Regions from separate parts of the Oryctolagus cuniculus genome. Here region 2 is linked to region 1. The links are chromatin contacts, called in public Hi-C maps. All regions are on one chromosome and are shown on one strand. Each heading gives the region's core, a stretch centred on a gene start, on an enhancer-like site or on the middle of the called end of the contact. The rest is flanking DNA. Distances are from core to core; before and after follow the strand shown. Region 1 overlaps WHAMM (WASP homolog associated with actin, golgi membranes and microtubules). Region 2 overlaps C12H15orf40 (chromosome 12 C15orf40 homolog).

What was found. A called contact is a pair of places that touch in the nucleus more often than the background predicts.
Region 2: a Hi-C map of an unstated tissue shows a contact between it and region 1, with 4 times the contacts expected there. The contact joins two enhancer-like sites. A contact is called at or near these places in 2 of 6 Hi-C or Micro-C datasets (ear pinna and an unstated tissue).

The regions. Positions count from the first base shown.
Region 1 is chr12:101,708,888-101,714,161 of mOryCun1.1, forward strand. WHAMM (WASP homolog associated with actin, golgi membranes and microtubules) reads left to right here. Exons shown (of 10, transcript XM_051834239.2): 9 at 1,656-2,145; 10 at 4,627-5,274. The coding sequence ends at 4,952. Among named protein-coding and RNA genes, the nearest start is that of WHAMM, 24 kb to the left of the region's middle. Within about 2 kb of position 2,309, at least 3 of the 8 cell types and tissues checked have an H3K27ac peak or open chromatin away from gene starts, as enhancers often do.
Region 2 is chr12:101,876,576-101,881,849 of mOryCun1.1, forward strand. It overlaps C12H15orf40 (chromosome 12 C15orf40 homolog), which reads right to left. Exons shown (of 4, transcript XM_002722994.5): 4 at 1,707-5,126. The coding sequence ends at 5,031. Among named protein-coding and RNA genes, the nearest start is that of C12H15orf40, 6.4 kb to the right of the region's middle. Within about 2 kb of position 2,561, at least 1 of the 8 cell types and tissues checked has an H3K27ac peak or open chromatin away from gene starts, as enhancers often do.

The sequences.
Region 1 (5,274 bases), core at 1,059-3,558:
TGTTTTCTTTTCAAGATTGACTGGTGATTGGTTGATTGATTTTCAAAGTCAGAGTTACAGAGAGAGGGAGAGACAGAAAGAGGTCTTCCATCTGCTGGTTCACTCACCAGATGGCTGCACCAGCTGGGGCTGCACCAGGCTGAAGCCAGGAGCCAGAAGCTTCTGGGCCTCCCACGTGGGTGGCAGGGGCCCAAGCACTTGGACCACCTTCCGCTGCTTTTCCAGGTGCATTGGCAGGGAGCTGGATTGGAAGTGGAGCAGCCGGGACACAAATTGGTGCCCAAATGGGATGCTGGTATCACAGGTGGCGGCTTAACCCTCCAGGCCACAGCACTGGCCCCATCACCCAGATTTTCTGGGAAGTGAGTAGAAAAGTATAAAGTATTATGAACAGATCATTCAGAACATGAAATTACAAAAATACCATTCTACGTGGCATAGCGAGAAAAGTCAGCAAGTCTAGATTAGTGTCTCAGAAACCATGCTGAAGCAAACCATGGTTTCTGCCGCATGGCACGCCCAGGTTCTACTCTCCCCTCCTTCCTAAGTGGTGTGGACCACACCCTCCATGGTTTACATAGGGAAAATGGCTCAGCTGCTGTCCACTTGAGCTGGCCGTTTTCTTCACTTGGGATGAAGAATCCCTTATCACGTTGTCACGGAAGCATTGTGACCTAAGTGCATGAACGTGCTCTGTTATAAGTAAACGGGGGCCGGCGTTGTGTTACAGTGGGTTACGGTGCGCCTGTGCCACCTGCATCCCATGTGGGCATGGGTTCAAGTCCTGGCTGCTTCTCTTCAGATCCAGCTCCCTGCTAATGCAGAAGATGGCCCAAGTGTTTGGGGCCCTGCACCCACATGGGAGACCTGGAAGAAGCTCCTGGCCCAGCTCTGGCCATTGCAGCCATTTGGGGAGGGAATCAGTGGGTGGAAGATCCGCCCCTCTCTGTCACTTTGCCTTTCAAATAAGTAAGTAAGTCTTAATCAAATTCAAAAAAAGCAAAAAGTTTTCTGAAAAAAAAAGTAAATAGGAACTATTAAAGAATATCACTGAATTTATTGACCAGAACAGACCTGCTCTCACCTCCCACCCCTTCATAAAGACCCGAGGTGACTGGTGCTCCCAAAAGAGGGAACAAGACCTGGCACAGTCATCGACGGGACTGGAGTAGAGGAAGCACGGCCTGCTAACACTGTCCTGTGTGGGCCGTGCTGCCAGCGTCACACTGTACCTGGACCAGCAGTAGCTGCCATGACCGGAGGCCGTCCACCCAGGCCCTGCGGATCCTGATTTAATCGGGCTGGATCAGGGCCTGGGTGGGAGTCAGGGTCGGCAGGGGGAGTGGAAGGGGAGCCACGTGACCGCTTCACGAGAGCAGGGCCGTGAGGTGTGCTGTGACCGCTCAGGCCCTGTCCCCAGGGGGCGCTGGTCACCCATGGAGGTGATAGGGAGGAAGAGACAGGGCTGCAGCACTGTCATCGCCCGTCTGCTCGGTCCTGACTCAGCACGCAGCTGGCCAGCAAGCCTTTCAGATACAGGTGGGAGGGGTATTACAGTCTAGACCCACGTCCGCGTCGACGGATTGGCAGCCTCCCTGGGCATTCTGATGGTTTGCATTTGGGCTGAGTTTTTCACAACACTTCTTCATTTCCAGAAACGTCCAGCTCGGCCTGTACCAAGAACCTCTTGCTCTGAACCTGGGGCTCCAAACCCGTCCCCTGGCCTCTCCCCACAGACACCCTCACCCGCCGTGTCATCATCCCCGTGGGAACCCAGAAGCACTCTCTCACCCCAAGGCGCTCCTGTGAAGCCCCCCCGGTGTCAAGACTGTGTGGGAAACGGCCCTGCCCGGGTTTTTGTGACAGGTGGTGCCCAAACACCCTCCACATCCAGTGAGGACTTGTCCCTGCCGCCGCCTCAACACCCTCCCCTTTCTCTTCCCCCACCCCCACCCCCACCCCCACCACCGCCGCCGCCGCCGCCGCCGCCGCCGCCGCCGCCGCTCCCTGCTCTGCCAACTTGGTCTCAAGTTCATCCAAGTTCACACTTCAGGCCTACAGTCCAGGATGACCAGCCACTGCCTCTAGTGTGTGAGCAACCTGCCCAGAGGCCACGTGATGCCTGGGAGAGCCACCAGGGCCCAGGTAATGTCCTGGGACTGTGTCCCTGCTCCATGTTCCCACCCCAGGGGCCGCCGGCTGCTCCCCTGCGCCCTCAGAGTCCTCTGCGTGCCTGCCTTGAGCAAAGGGAGTGCAGCCGGAGACGCCAGCCCAGCTCGAGCACCCCGCCCCCACGCTCCCAGTGACGCACTGCGAGCGGTGTCTGAGGCTGTCAAAGAACCATCTGTCTCAGGTTTTTTTGAGACTTTGGTATGTGTTGGGTTTCTGTCACTGAGTGTGTTTACACTTGGCTTTAAGCTCACCGTTGCATCTCTGTGGGCTTCGTTACAGAATTAAACTCTTGCTCCTGAAGCAGGATCTTTCTTGGAAGCTGCTGTGGAGGAACGTTAGCCGGCTCTCCTCCCCGACCCCCTGGCTCACTGAGAAGCCTTGGCCCGGGCAGGCTTCTGAAAGGCAGTGGCCCGGCCCCTTTTTGTCTGTGCGAGTTCAGCGCACCCAAGTGAATATTTCCAGGCTGGCTGAGGGCTCTGGTTGTCGCTCATGGTTCTAGTTATGGCTTCAGACATCGTTGGGGACACTGTTTAAGACACTTGGGGCAGGGGAGGGGAATGTGTGGCCCACAGGCCGTGTAAGACCCATGAAGTTACTGGGTCTGGCCCCACCAAGGCAATCGTAGGCAGGACTCCAAATTCAGCGCATCTATAGCCAGCTCGTTTTCAAGTTGAGTGTTTTGTATGGCCCACGAAGGATGCTACAAAGATCACAAGGGTCCTTGGCAGGAAGAAGTTTCTCAGCCCCACTAGGCTGTCAGACTCAGGGCCTGCTGCTTTGGGGTCTGTATTTTAGAGAAGTCTTAGCAAAGTGCTCTGCCCATTTGCTTTTTTTTTTTTTTTTTTTTTTTTTTGGCAGACAGAGTGGACAGTGAGAGAGAGAGACAGAGAGAAAGGTCTTCCTTTGCTGTTGGTTCACCCTCCAATGGCTGCCATGGCCGGTGCATCGCGCTGATCCGAAGGCAGGAGCCGGGTGCTTCTCCTGGTCTCCCATGGGGTGCAGGGCCCAAGGACTTGGGCCATCCTCCACTGCACTCCCGGGCCACAGCAGAGAGCTGGCCTGGAAGGGGGCAGCCGGGACTAGAACCCGGTGTGCTGGCGCCGCAGGTGGAGGATTAGCCTAATGAGCTGTGGTGCTGGCCTCCCATTTGCTTTTAAAATATATATGTAAGCACGCCTGTCTGGAACACACAAGGTTCCTGTGGCAGCTGATGGGAGTGACCTGCAGAACTGGCCGTGTGAGTTTTCTGGTTAACTTAAGTTTGGGGTTTCTCTGTACCTAGCACTGGGTACAGACAAAAATGCTCACAACTGTTTTGGGTGGAGAGCTGGCGGCCCGTGTTCCCCAGGGTTTGCAACCACGGTGTGAGAGTGAAGAGCCAGAGCCCGCGTGGCCTGGGGTGCAGCTGGACGTGGGCAGGTCTCTGTAAGGGCCCCCAGGCCCAGCTCTGCGGCTGCGCACACAGTTTGGGGAAGCCCTGTGCCACTCACAGACCCTGCTCCAGTGCCCTGAAGGGGATGGGAAAGGGGGTTGCCCCGGCAAACCCCCTCGATTGTGGAGTTTTCTTCTCCCAGGAGGGAGCTTAGTAAGTTACAGTCTAAACCCAATGGGCAGGAGCTGGCAGGTGGCCGTTCAGTCCTGAACCAGAACTGGTTACGCCCCTGGAGACCTTGTCCGGAGGACGTCTAAATTAGCGGCAGCGGTCTCGCGCGTATCCAGCAGGTGATTAAAAAGCTCTTACCCCCTCAGGGGTCTCAAGGTAGCAGAGTGAGAATTAGCTTCTCCTCACCAGCGCTTTGAAACTCCGATCTCATTTGTGTCTTGACAGCGTATTTCACACCTTCCAAAAGCGAGCGTGTAGCGGGCTGGGGCAACGGAGGTGGAATTAAAACACGCGGCACACAGGAGACTGTTCATTGAGCTCCCGATTCAAAGGCTGCTTTGAGCCCTGCAAGTGTGGGAATCTTCTCACTTCTCTGCATAGCGTGACTCATCACCGGCTGATGTCCAAGAGCAAAGTTAAACCCAGCAGGGTACATTAAAAAAAAAAAAAAAAGAGTGTGCCGAGTGGGAAGTGAACAGGAGAGGACAGGAGGGGACAGGAGGGCGCAGTGAAGTCAGGCCCAGTGGCTCAGAGGATTTCCACCGCAGGAAGGGGTGACAGCCTCCGGCCCTCGAAGGGCAGCATTCTGACGGCTGTGCACGATGTCCCTCTAAGTGGCTCTGGTTTGAAGACGCTGGGTTGCACGTGGCCAAGATAAAATGTCAGCTGTTAAGCCGTCTTGGCCGCGAGCAGGAGCTTAACGCTGACCCGACGCAGGGCTTCAGCAGAGCCGCGATTAGTGATTATTTATGACATCAGGGCGCTAACTGATGCGACTGCTCTGGCAGCCCGGGAGGGAGAGAGCTCGTTTTCTCTCCATCCTAACACCTGCTGTGCTTCCTGGGTTGCAGGCTCTATGGACGAAGTGCTGGCCTCCCTAAGGCGTGGCAGGACCCCGCTCCGGAGCGTGGATGTGCCCGCCGGGCCCCCGCCCCGCGCCGCGGTCAACGAGCACATCCTGGCCGCCATACGGCAGGGGGTCAAACTGAAGAAAGTCCACCGGGAGTCAAGCCCCAGCCCCGGCCAGAAACCCGCCAGCGACCTGGAGAAGAGCATCAAGGCCGCGCTGCAGAGAATCAAGAGGGTGGCCGCCGACTCCGAGGAGGAGCTGGAGTCCGGGGAGGAGGAGGAGGTGACGGTGGCTACGGAGCAGAGCCAGAGCGAGTGGGACCAGTAAGCCCCGGGCCATGCTGGATGGAGGCAGCCTGGCCATGCAACACGCTGCTGCAGGGGGCGGGGGAGCAGAGGTGTGGAGACCGCCCCACACTGGTGGGTAGAAACCCGGGGCGAGTGCGCCGGCCCAGGGGAGTCAGACGCAGTCTTCCCTTGGGGAAACCCAGCAGCAGCCCCCGAACCCCAAGGGCATCCCCGCCAGCCTGCGAGCAGGGGGAGCAGCGGACTATCACAGAACGGCTTGAACGTGCACGCCCCGAGTCTTAGCCATAATCAGAACACACTGCTCATGTTCAGGGCAACTTTAAATATTTAAATAGAATGTA
Region 2 (5,274 bases), core at 1,311-3,810, 170 kb after region 1:
CAGTTTTCCTAGTGGCCGTACTAATTCACATCCCAGCATCAGCAATCAGGGCCCGCTTTCCCTGCAGTATTTATCATCATTAATAGCCACTGAGGATGGAGCTGTGCATAGCGGGTAAAGCTGCCGCCTGCAGTGCCGGCATCCTGCATGGGCGCTGGTTCATGTCCTGGCTGCTCCCCTTCCGACCCAGCTCCCTACTAATGGCCTGGGAAAGCAGCAGTAGTTGGCCCAAGCATACGGGCCATTGGTATGCACCTGGGAAACTGTATGTGGCTCCTGGCTTCGGCCTGGACCAACCCCAGCTGTTGTGGCCATCTGAAGAGTGAACAGTGGATTGAAGATCTGTCTCTCCCTCTCCCTGTGTAACTCTTTCAAATAAATAAATATTTAAAAAAAGGCACTTTAACTGGGGTGAGATGGCTCATTGTGGTTTTGACTTGCATTTCTGTGATATTAGTGATACTGAGCATTTTTTATATACTTGTTTTCCAATTGTGTATCTGCTTTTGAGAAACATCTATAAATGTAATTTGCCCATTTTAACATCTGATTATTTGTTTTTGCTGTTGAGTTTGAGTTCCGTATACATTCCAGACATTAATTCCTTGACAGTGGAATAGTTCGCAGACACTGTCTACCAACGCAGGCGTCCCTTCACTTCTGAGTGTTCCTTAACCGTACAGCAGCTCCCAACCTGATGCAATCCTGTTTGTCTACTTTTGCTTTTGGGCCCCCAGGTTTGGTTTTTTTTTTTTTTTTTTTTTTTTTGATTCATGTATTTGAGAGCTAGAGTTATAGAGAGGGAGAGAACATCTGCTGGTTCACTCCCCAAATGGCCACAACAGCTGCAGCTGAGCCGGTCCAAAGCCAGGAGTCAGGAGCTACTTCCGGACTCCCACATGGGTGCAGGGACCCAAGCACTTGGGCCATCTTCTGCTGTTTTGAGCTGGATCGGATGTGGAGCAGCCAGGATTTGAACCGGTGCCCATATGGGATGCCAACACCACAGGTGGCAGCTTTACCCATTATATCACAACACCAGCCCCTTCAGGTGATGACGCTTGAAGAGGCTTCCCACGAGACAGAAGGTACCAGGACAGGATCCACTGCCGCACTGTCTACCTGGCAGGTGTTCTTCACTCATTCACTGAATTGGCCTCCTGATGAGAGATCAGTTCCCTGCCGACTGCCCAGCTCAATTCCATCTGCAAACACTCTATGTGGAACTCCTGGAAGGAAGCTGCAGTTAAGGGAGGTCCCTGACCACTCAGCTGACAACACTCTGGCCTGACAGCAAGGATCAGTGTGTGAGATTAGTGCTCAGTGCTCAGATTATGTGTGGTGTGGCGCCCATGTGGGAGACCAGGATGGCCTGGACCGTTTGCAGGCATTTGGGGAGGGAACCAGTGGATGGAACTCTGTCACGCTGCCTTCAGATAGACAGACAGATAGATAGAGAGCGAGCGAGCGAGAGAGAGAGAAATGTGTGTGCCTCTGTGTGTTGCATTACAGTGCCACCTCTTGGGTGTAAGTTGAAACTAGCTTCTCCAGTGCTTGGTTTCTAGTCAATACATTAAGAGTGTTTGCACTTTAGGCCAGTTGGGTTCTAAAACTTGCATTCTGCATTACTGTTGAACTACTGACCCAAATCCCAGAGGGGGATGCTGGTAGCCCACAATGCAGATAACCACCGCATAACACTGTAGTTTATTTTTAAAGATTATTTACTTATCTGAGAGGCAGTTACGGAGAGAGAGAGGGAAAGGTCTTCCATCTGCTGGTTCACTACTCAAACGGCCACCACAGCGGGAGCTGGGCCTATCTGAAGTCAGGAGCCAGGAGCCTCCTCTGGTCTCCCACGTGGGATCAGGGGCCCAAGCACTTAGGCAATCCTCATGTGCTTTCCCGCACCATTAGCACAACTGGATTGGAAGAGGAGCAGCCCGGACTCGAACAGGCATCCTTATGGGATGATGGCAGCACAAGTGGAGGCTTAGCCTAGTACAACATTGTGGATTTTAGCCCTCCGGAACTTCCAACACCACAGAGGTGCCACTACATCCTCTACTCTCTCCATCCCGAGGAGTATGGGATGGCCCTCCAGAAGCAGGAGCCAAAATCTCTGCCTGCCTTCAGGACAGGGGGAGCCAGCTGTCAGCGGAGGCCAAACAGCCAGTGTGGACTGGCAAGTCAGTCACCACGCTAACAAACTGGTAGCCAGTTTTGCAGGACTGGTTATTAGGGTGGGGGTGACAGATGACAGACAGAACATACCAGTCCCCACAGCTGGTGTCCTTCCAATCTCATTCAAAGGCAGGTAATAACAGGTCTCTCCAGACACAGTAGAGAAAGTATTCACTTGAAATGAATGGGTTGGCCCAGGCTCGAGACCCGGCCTGAGGCACATGTGAAGTCTGAATTCTGTCCTCCACCCTGGGTCTACCTCTGTGTTCGCGGAGGAAAACCAGGGCCCAGCTGAAGAAAGCTGTATTGCCTGAACTCCTGCAGCAGGCCAGGTGCCCAGGCGTTAGCCATGATATCCCCAGTGAGGAGCAGCTGTGTGGGCGTGGTCAGACTGCTGCAGGCCGCCTCAGGTTCTGTTCTCCTGTCTCTGGGCCAGCTCCTACCTCCTGCAAGCTTTCGATGACAGAGCCTCACTGGGATGTAACTCTGTTAAAGGATCCTGTTCAGTTTCTTATAAAAACTGAGGAAAAGTTTCCATGTTAGATAACGGTCACTTTTTTTTTTTAAAGAGGAAAGGTTTACTGTCAGGTGGGGGAAACCTGATGGGCCCGGGGGAGGGGAGAGAGCATGCGTGCTGGAAGTGGGTCCTGTTATACGTTTGCCAGGGGGCAGGGAAGCAGGAGCAGCGAATCCCGTTAGGGTGGGGGTGGAGCGGACACCTGTGGTTGGGCCATGGGCTTAGGACCGAAGCTTACTGCGCAAGGTGGCCACGGGGGCCAGAGCCTCAGATGGCGGCTCACGGCCATTTTAAATGAAGTAGGTTATTGTAGTTGAAACTGCTAGTTGCTAACCAGCATCCACTCCTTTCTTCATACTTTCCCGCTGATTGAGGACTCGTGTTGTAGCATGGCTTTCCCTGGAATCCCACATCCTCTGCCCTGGTGTGAATTACGAGGCTGAGTCTTTGGGAAAGACACACCAGAGCTGTCCCGAGTGGAGTCTGTGAAACCTGGAACCCTGGCCCTTTGCCTCCAGAGGGCGGCTGACCCGAGGATGAAGCCAGAGCAGGAAGTGGGTCCTCCATGACATCACTGAGCCGCGGTGTCAACACCTAAGCGCACCCTGCCTCTGGACCTCGCCAGTGTGTGAGCTCATAACCCCCTTTACTGCTTGCCAGGTGGGCTTTTCTGGAACTTGTAGGGAAAGCATCCTACCTGTGACCCTGTGAAAACCCAAGTCCGATATCTTTATGGCACACACTGGGACAGTGTGGGGAAAGGGTGGGGATGTGTTTAACAAAGAACTAGAAGAGAGGAGTCTGTGGGTTCCAGACACAAAGAACCGACAAGTGTTAACGAGATGGAAATGCGAATCACTCTGAACTGATCAGCACACATCGTGTACAGGTAGCAAACTATTACAGTGTACCCCATAAATGTAACTATGCTTTGACTGAAATTAGAAAGGGGTGAGTGCTTTAGCGCAGCTGGTTACGCCGCTGTCTGGGGGCCCACACCCCGTAAGAGTGCCTGGGACTGAGTGTCATCTTTACTTCCAGTCCAGCTCCGTGCTAATGTGGCTGGGAGGCAGCAGAGGGTGACTCAAGTACTTGGGTTCCTGCCGCCCAGTGGGAGACGTGGAGCTAGTTCCTGGCTCTGGGCCCAGGCTGTTGTGGCCATCTGAGGAGTGAACCAGCAGGTGGCAGATCTATCACTCTTTCTTTCAAATACAAACTTTTAGAAGTTTTCTTTAAAAAGTAAGGGGAAAGAGTGGGTGACTTGAGTCCAGACGGTGTAGAAAGAAGCACCTCTGGGGGCAGTATCGCACAGCGGTGTAGACAAGGACAGCAGTGTAAGACAAGGCAGCGAGCCCAAGTCAAGGCCTGCCGCTCCTGCGTGCTGCCTTCCTGAACACGCCATCCAGCGTCTCCCGCCCTTGGTTCCCAGCAACAAAGTAGAGTTGTGCCCGGTGGGCGGCTTCCAGCTCCTTCACCGTCGAGAGTCTTTACTACTGGCCTGACAGATGCTGTCCTCGCGCTTCTCCGTGAGCACATTTTCTCGGGCACTTATCAGACGAGGCACAGGACTGCGCATCAGCGCTGATGAGCAGGGCAAGGGAGCTTCTGATGGGCCCCTACACACACGGAAAACCGCTTCCAAGTCCTAGTGTTTCTCTGCGGGGTCCTCGGAGACCCCCAAGAACTGCCGGGCTCGATGACCGAGGTCACCATGGAGGAGGCAGGAAATTCAGTGTCTCCTCAGAAATCGTCAACGTGAAGCTGCAGGTCTTGATTATTCGTTTTCACAAGATGCTCAAAATTGTTGTGAAAACACATTTTTGCGTGTAGTATCGTGCTGAAATGCGCAGGTTCAGAGCAGTGCCTGCCTGTTTTTCCTGTCTCTGGTAAACTGGACTGAGGCGGCCCCAGGGCTCCAGACTTGCTACGGAGATTCCACGTCCGCGTGCAGCCAGGGTGATGCTCTCAGCCAGGGGTGGGGCATCCGGCCGCCAGTGCCACCCTGCACGCTGCGACCTGGAGCACTTGCGGGCACCGGAAGCCCATCACAGGACACAAGGGGCAAAGCCGGGTCCTCTGGAACATTCTCCCGCTGTTATCTGGTGATGCCGTGAAATCAGTCAGGTGTTCCAGGTCGTTTGGGGGTTTTGAACCTGTATTCAGTGTGCAGCAACTTTCAAGCTTCCTACTTTTTTCTGAGGCTTATTTACATTTAATACACACACATGCATTTCCCCACATTCTGTGCATCTGAACATTTTTTCCTGTCTAGTAGTCTGTTCATCATTAGCAGTAAATTCCTCACAGATGACTTTTTCATTTCTTGCTTTTACTTCTTCTCAGCTTCCCGTTTTAATTTCCCCAAGATTTCGTCTGGAGTTGTAGAGGCCAAGAGCTTCACCACCTTCTCCCGAGACTTACCACCCTGGACAGAAAGGGAACAGACACGCTCAAACCTGACGTACGAGACCCCGCACCTCCGCGCTCCCCAGCGCAGCCACACACCCTCACGGGGTCACACAGGGGCTTTGCTGAGGGCTTAGGCCGCACTTCCTCACGGCCCCTTCTGATCT